Regions from separate parts of the Hordeum vulgare genome. Here region 1 is linked to region 2. A link is a contact called in public Hi-C data. All regions are on one chromosome and are shown on one strand. The core of a region is the stretch at or near the end of the contact, and the rest is flanking DNA. Distances in the headings are between cores, read along the strand shown. Region 1 holds the start of LOC123449246 (transcription factor bHLH76-like). Region 2 holds the start of LOC123449244 (squalene monooxygenase SE1-like).

The links. Hi-C and Micro-C count contacts between places; a contact is called where the count stands out from the background.
Region 1: a Hi-C map of leaf shows a contact between it and region 2, with 3 times the contacts expected there. The contact joins the promoter of LOC123449246 here to the promoter of LOC123449244 in region 2. A contact is called at or near these places in 4 of 6 Hi-C or Micro-C datasets (leaf and seedling).

The regions. Positions count from the first base shown.
Region 1 is chr4H:521,173,681-521,176,971 of MorexV3_pseudomolecules_assembly, forward strand. It overlaps LOC123449246 (transcription factor bHLH76-like), which reads right to left and starts at 1,267. Exons shown (of 10, transcript XM_045126390.1): 1 at 1,126-1,267.
Region 2 is chr4H:520,868,108-520,871,479 of MorexV3_pseudomolecules_assembly, forward strand. LOC123449244 (squalene monooxygenase SE1-like) reads right to left here and starts at 1,497. Exons shown (of 8, transcript XM_045126387.1): 1 at 950-1,497. The coding sequence starts at 1,489.

The DNA.
Region 1 (3,291 bases), core at 17-2,516, 310 kb after region 2:
TGATAATAGTACCTTTTTTTAAACACAAATGAAATCATGTTAGTCCCGCCGACCACAAACATGAGATACATTATTATATGTGCAGTCATTGTTTTAAAACTTTCATCACCAGCATTAGATTTTGCATTACCAAGATGCCCAGACTGATTCAAGTCTTCTTTTCTCCCATCACAATCTATACTGGTCTATACACAAATCATGTGTTCGATATGAAAACTCCGGAAGTGCGTTCATCGGGGCGGATGCAAACTATGCGAGTGTATAGCTGACACTGAAAAAACTAGCTACCACAGAATCAGATCCAGACAACAGGAAAGAGAGCAACATCTCCTGCATGTTCTCGAACAGAAATACAAACTATGGAAGAAATTTAGGGTCTGTGATCGAGTGCCAAAAAGCCAGAAAATTAGCCGGTTGTTACTAGTGGAAAAGGGGAGGCTTCCTCATCACCATATACAGTGAGTACTGAGCATTGCCCCTACCCCCATCCGAATTTGATGTGGGAACAATGAATGATATGAAGAGAAACGCTGGATTTACACCAGCTGCAGGACCCTTGAGACTCAGCTGTCACCAGTGCAGAACAACCTTAAGAAGAACGGCAATCCAAATTGAGAAGCCGGAATCAGCCAAGGTGCCAGGACAAGGGGCCCCGAGGCGTTAAAAGTTCCACCCTTTCATTGAGCGTGTAGATCGAGGGGGATATCATGAGTCAAAAACACTAGGAGGATGCAGCCCCGAAATCGTCCAGGGAGAGGAGAAAGCTGATGCCACTTATTAGTACTGGGCTAATAATGCTCTCGTACTGTAATTTCTCGAGAGCGATAAACAAATCCCCACGTACTGTTGAAACACGCAGCGGACACTCATGGGAGCAGGAAGAAAACATTCGACCGAAATGTACTCACGTTGAAAAAAACACGGTTGGCACTCATGGAAGGAGGGGAAAATGATGCAAGCAGCTCACCCCCCCCCCCCCCCCCCCTCCCGAGAAAGTATTCTAGTAGTACCAAAATGTGCCGCTGGTATTCCAAAAAGCTGAAACGCAAGACTATTTGCCAGCGGAGAGGATGCCACAGCAGCATACGCAGAGCATCAATGGAGGTGAAGAAACGTTGTTGTTACCAGCAAGGAGGTGAGAGCCGCTGCTGCGGCGGCGGCTTCCGCTGCTCCTCCTCTTCTTTTGATCGCTAGCGAGCGCTGCCTGCGGTCACTCTCACGGTCTCACCAGCCTATGGTATAGTGAACAGTGTTCACCATGCGGTGGTAGTAGTAGTGTCGGCGTGCGGACATGTGGCCGGCTAGGAGGGAAGATAATAAAAGGAGAGAAGGGGCGCCACCACCAACTGTTTCTTCACTTCACAGCGCCCTTGTTTTACGACGTTCCGCTGCAGTATAAGCAATAGTAGAAGTAGTGCCCTTTTCTTTCTCTACAAGGCCAGTTGCATAATCAGCAGAATTTGGTTAGCCCCCCGCATTCTGTGAAAGGGGGCCCCTCCCCAACGAGCACTATACACGTACGATGCAACAATGGTATGGAGCACCGGCAAAGCTGAAAGGGGGTGGTGTCCAGGTGTCCATGTATACTAGCTTGCAAGCACCTCCCTTGAAGTCATCTTGGAATCAATCTGGTGTGTGTGTGTGTGTTCATTGGCTGCCACCTTTCTACTGCTGCTGTTGTTTGGGTTGTTGGGCGGCAACAGCAGATGTGTGGACTGGGTGGCCGTGGAATAATACAGTCAAAAAGTTGAAGGCCTGCGGGCGCAGGGCAGGGCATCCTGGCAGGGGCGTGTATTTGGCAGCGAATTGGATTCTTGTTCTCACTCTCCGGAATCCTGTAGAGGCTCGCTGTCGCTTGTGCGGTACACATCCAGCTTTCATGCCACTCTTCTTCCCAAGATAACTCATGATGGATACGGAAAACTAATCGGACGCGGATGCGGATTTTTCTTTGAATCGTGCAGCCAAACACAGACAAAGAAAATGACAGCACTTCAGGTTTTTTGTGCCAGTTTCAGCAACGCATTCGTGAGAACCAAAGGGTTAGGTTAGGATTTAGCACTGGAACAAATTTAACTTGTGCAGTCCCCCAGTCCCAGGCACAGAAGATATCACAGCAACAAAAAAGTAGAGTCCTGGCAGTAAAACACCGCAATGCCTTGCCCCAGCTGGTTTTGTAAACTATTTCTTCCCATGACCTCCCTCCCCCCACATTCTTTTCAGTGCACCAAACCACAAGCAAAGAGAGCAGAAAGATGGAGCCTTTCTCGGGCACCGGGACTGATCCGTACGGCTGTCATTTGAGTACTACGACCAGCAACGGTGGTTTACAGGCCCAGTGCCAAAAGGGTAGTAGGAGTAAATCTCATGACAGATATTTCATGGTTTAAAAATGTTACCATCAAGATGAACCAGGCCAATCGTCAACACAACATGTGTGGGCAAAGCCGGGAAGATGCACGCCTACACCAGAAAGGTTATCTTTCTCCCCCCCTGTGGTCAATGAAAAGCTCGCTTAGAAAACCAGAGCAATCTTTGGTCCCTGCGATGCGGGAGGAGCAACAGCTCCATGCTTCACTCGATCCATCATAGGCCACGGGAAAAGAAGATAGATTACCGAGATGCTTTACAGGTCTAAGCAAATGATGATTGGCGCACATCAAGCATCAGAGTTTCATATGACTTGCACAAAATAACCATCCAACTTTCGACTGCTGGTGGAACTCAGGAAATACCTCAAAAATTCAGACAAATGAACACTCTACTGGGTGAGCTCAAGTGGAGGTTCTCACCCTGTTCATGGCTCAAGGTAACTGTTTGGATTCCACAACCTGTAATACCGTCAACCAAGACAAAAAAAAGCTCTTGCTATTCATATCATCACCGGCTTAAGGCCCTCTATGCATTTTCGCTTCCATATATCATCCTCAAGAAATTAAACCACTCAAATATGCCTTGCATCTGTGGTGTATATAGGAATGCAGGCAGACGGCGTCTACGACCATCCTCGACGGCCAAAAATGAACTAATGACCTATTGCTTTAATAATTGTGCTGTTCTAATTATGCTCTTGCAGAACTAATGACCTATTGCTTTAATAATTGTGTTGTCTTAATTATGCTCTTGCGGACGTATGCATACGCCGTCTGCCTGCATCCGCCTCCCTTATTATAACTGATGATCAGCTGGCTCATCTGGAAGCATTTTATCAGATTCAATTCAGTGAAATGATATGATAGCTAACTCTACTCCAAACTATTAAGCTCCAAATTCTAAAATACTTCAGGTGAT
Region 2 (3,372 bases), core at 247-2,746:
AAAACAAAAAGACTCAAGGTCAATAACTCTTTCGACATTTCTTTATTCATGATATATCGTTGTCGGAGTTGCTGTAAGCCACAGAATAAAATTAAGTGGGTCCTCAAAGTAGTTGGGCGTTTCATTAATGGTGCAAAGTTAAGAGGACATCAACTCTCTGTTGGAGCAGGTTGAACGAGAGGGCATGGAAGAGAGTAGACAAAGGGAGAAGACAATACAGATGACTCTTCCTCCTTCATTCAGTCAGAAAGAAAATAGGTAATTTCAGCAAAACTTGCAAGGCAGCCCTGGCATGTTTTTTGTAATAAGGCAAATAACAAATTTCTTGTGTGTATTATTCTCCCAGCGTTCCTTCCCTCCTCTTTCCTTTCCCTCCAAACGTGCCATGCCCACCAGAAAGCCAGAATTGACTGATGCGTGGAAACAGTGAGGTAAATTTTGTACCACGGCTTTTTGGAAGGGATTTTTTCCGTATTTAGAGTTGAGACAAATAAGATGCTGCATGATAGTGACTTGGCTTTCAGCCAAAGGGTGAAATCATGCAAATAAAACAGTCAGGAGTTGGAACAAATCAGAATTATTCCCTGCATGCATCTGCCCCAGATCAAGAGCCGTCACATGACTTGCATGCATCTGTCCCAGATCAAAAGCCGTTACATGACCTTTTTAACGAAAAAGGTGGGCAGTTGCCTTCCTGAAGTGAATCGAGAGGTGTTTGTTCTTATAGATTTTCTGTATACTTGATCCTCTGGGAGAATTCATGATGGAAACTCTGATCCCTGCGCCCACCTCATCAAATCAATCTTGTGCTCTCTTTTAAATACGAATTCGGTGTTTCTTCTTGAAAGAAACAGGAACCACAAGTTTTCCAGCCTAAAAGAAACATGAACTTCCTGCCAAACCAGCGGGACGGACGGACGGACGGAGAGGCTAGGGAAAAACATGTCACCTTTCCGAGCGTGTAGGCGAGGGCAGATCCGGCCACCCCGGCACCAACGATGATGACGTCCGTCGGGCCGTCCACGGCCGCGCTCCCTTGGCCGTCGGCGACCGCGCAGCCGTCCTCCGGCGCGGGGACCCCTTGGGCCGGAGCCCCGCGGCGGCGCTGGCGCTGGCGCCCCAGCGCGACGGCGACGAGGACCGCCGCGAGGAGCGTGGCCGCGGCGGCGCCAACGAGCTGCCAGACGCCGGCGGCCGCAGCCATGCCGCAATGGGGACCTGCTCCTGCTGGGGCCGCCGTCCCTTGGGCCTTGGGGATTTCTCGACGCGGCGCGGCGTTCGTTGGGTTTGCGTGTGGGTTCTTGGGGCGAGGGTGATGCGTGCGGGGACGAAACGGAGCCGGCCGCGAGAGTGCCAGGCGGTGGGATTGGGACTTGGGACGGGGAGGGGGAGGAGAGGAGAGACGAGGGAGAGGCGGCCGCTTGGAGTTGGAGATTGTTCCGTTTTTTATGGGGGGGGGAGGGGAGAGGGAGATCGCTCTCTCCGCCATGTCTGTCCGTGTAGCTGGCTGTCTCCGCTCTGCCTGGCTGGCTTCGCTGGATTTTTCTCGTGTTTTCTCTTGGAATATGTTCGTTCTCTTCTCTTGGAGTACTATTTTGTTGTTCTTGTTGTCACATTCGTTCGGCGATCGGTTTGTACCTTATTTACAAAAAAAACTATATATATTTTTTATTTTACATTATAATAATATAGCAACACAAGAGGACGAAAACGACGCCATGGTATGTATAATGGGTTCGTCTTTGGGGTATGCTTAGAGCATCTCTAGCAGATCCTGCATCCCGTCTCGATCTGGAAAATAACCATTAAAATGCGGGTCGAGACGAAAAAACCTGCCCGATCAGACCCGCATCCCGCTCCGGTCCGCAAAATATTTTTGCGGGACACGGCAAAATCTCGGTCCCAACCCGTGTATTCGCGGGTTTCCACCTCGCCGTTGCGGTGCCCCGCATATGAACGAAAACGGTTGGTGGGGGGACATTTCAGCTCGCGCTTCCCCCATCAAAGGATATTCCGCGAATATGCTCTTTTACGGGTCCGTTATGCGAGGTCTGCATCCGCGTCCGTGCGCGTCGGCCCGCATAGACATTTTTACGTGAACTGCAAACACGTTTTGCGGGTCAGATGAATGTGGGGTCTGCTAGAGTTGCTCTTAGCAGCTGCGTGACTTGAATACATACTTTAAGCATTGCATCTACTTTCTTCGTTTCAGTTTATAAGTCCAGCACGCGTATTTAGGTCGTCAATTTAACCAACTTAATGAGAGACATATATTACAAAAAAATACAACATTAAAAACTTTAGATGTTTTATTTTTTAATAATATAATTTTTATATTAAACAATATATTTCATACGTATAAGTTAAATTGACGATTTAGATACACGTGAATGCCTTATAAACTATGACGGAGGGAGTATGAAGTAATGAATAAAGATGCCCACCATGCAAAAAAGAAAAAGAATAAAGATGTCCGGTGCTCGTAATGTATTACTACGATGAAACATCATGCGAGTGACGAGCCCATGGACTGATGGACATGCGCCGTGTTGAAGAGGAATACTGGATGCGAGGGGGAGAAGGCACGCTGTCACGCGAATCGGTCCAGAAACGCACCACGACAGCTCTGACGTGCGTCCGTGGCTGGCACCGTGCCAACTCACGTGCAGTCAGCGGGGGGGCCGCAGCACGAAGCATCTCGCCCCACCCCCTGACGCTGGATCGATCAGATCCCTCGTCTGCGCCCGTGCCGAAACAGTTTCGTTTCGTGCCTGTTAGGATTTAATTAGTAGATTAAATAAAAAGATAATCCTTCCATGTAATAATCTATGTCGGTTAGTAGAATGACAACCGACATATCACGCACCCCTTCACGAATGGACGCATCTTTTCATCGCGTCCCTTCTCCTTGTATAAATATGTTGAACATTAATGAAATAAGACAAGAGTTGATTCATTTGTTCGATTCTCTCGTTTCTTGACAATCGATTCTTCACACGTTATCAGCACGCTCTGCATCTGAGCGATTTCGAGATCGAGAAGAACACAGAGAAAGAAGAACAGGCAAAAGGTAAAATGAAAACCAGTAGCCCATGGCGCTGGATGCGGCCTTCACGCCGCAGGACGCAGCCGCCTGCGCCGCGCCGAGCGCCCGTTCGCCCAGCCGCCTCCCTACGCCGTGCTCCTCGCCCGGCCGCCTCCCTTTGCCGCGCCCCATGCCCGGTCGCTGCCTGCGCCCGTGCTAGGATGTGGCTGCGCTCGCTCGCGCCCGCCCCTGCCATGGCCTCGCTGCCCGCCTTGGTCGTGGTCGCGCCAGACCTTGGTCGCGCAGGACCATGCCAGGCCGCACCACACCCTGCGCGAGGCTGTGGC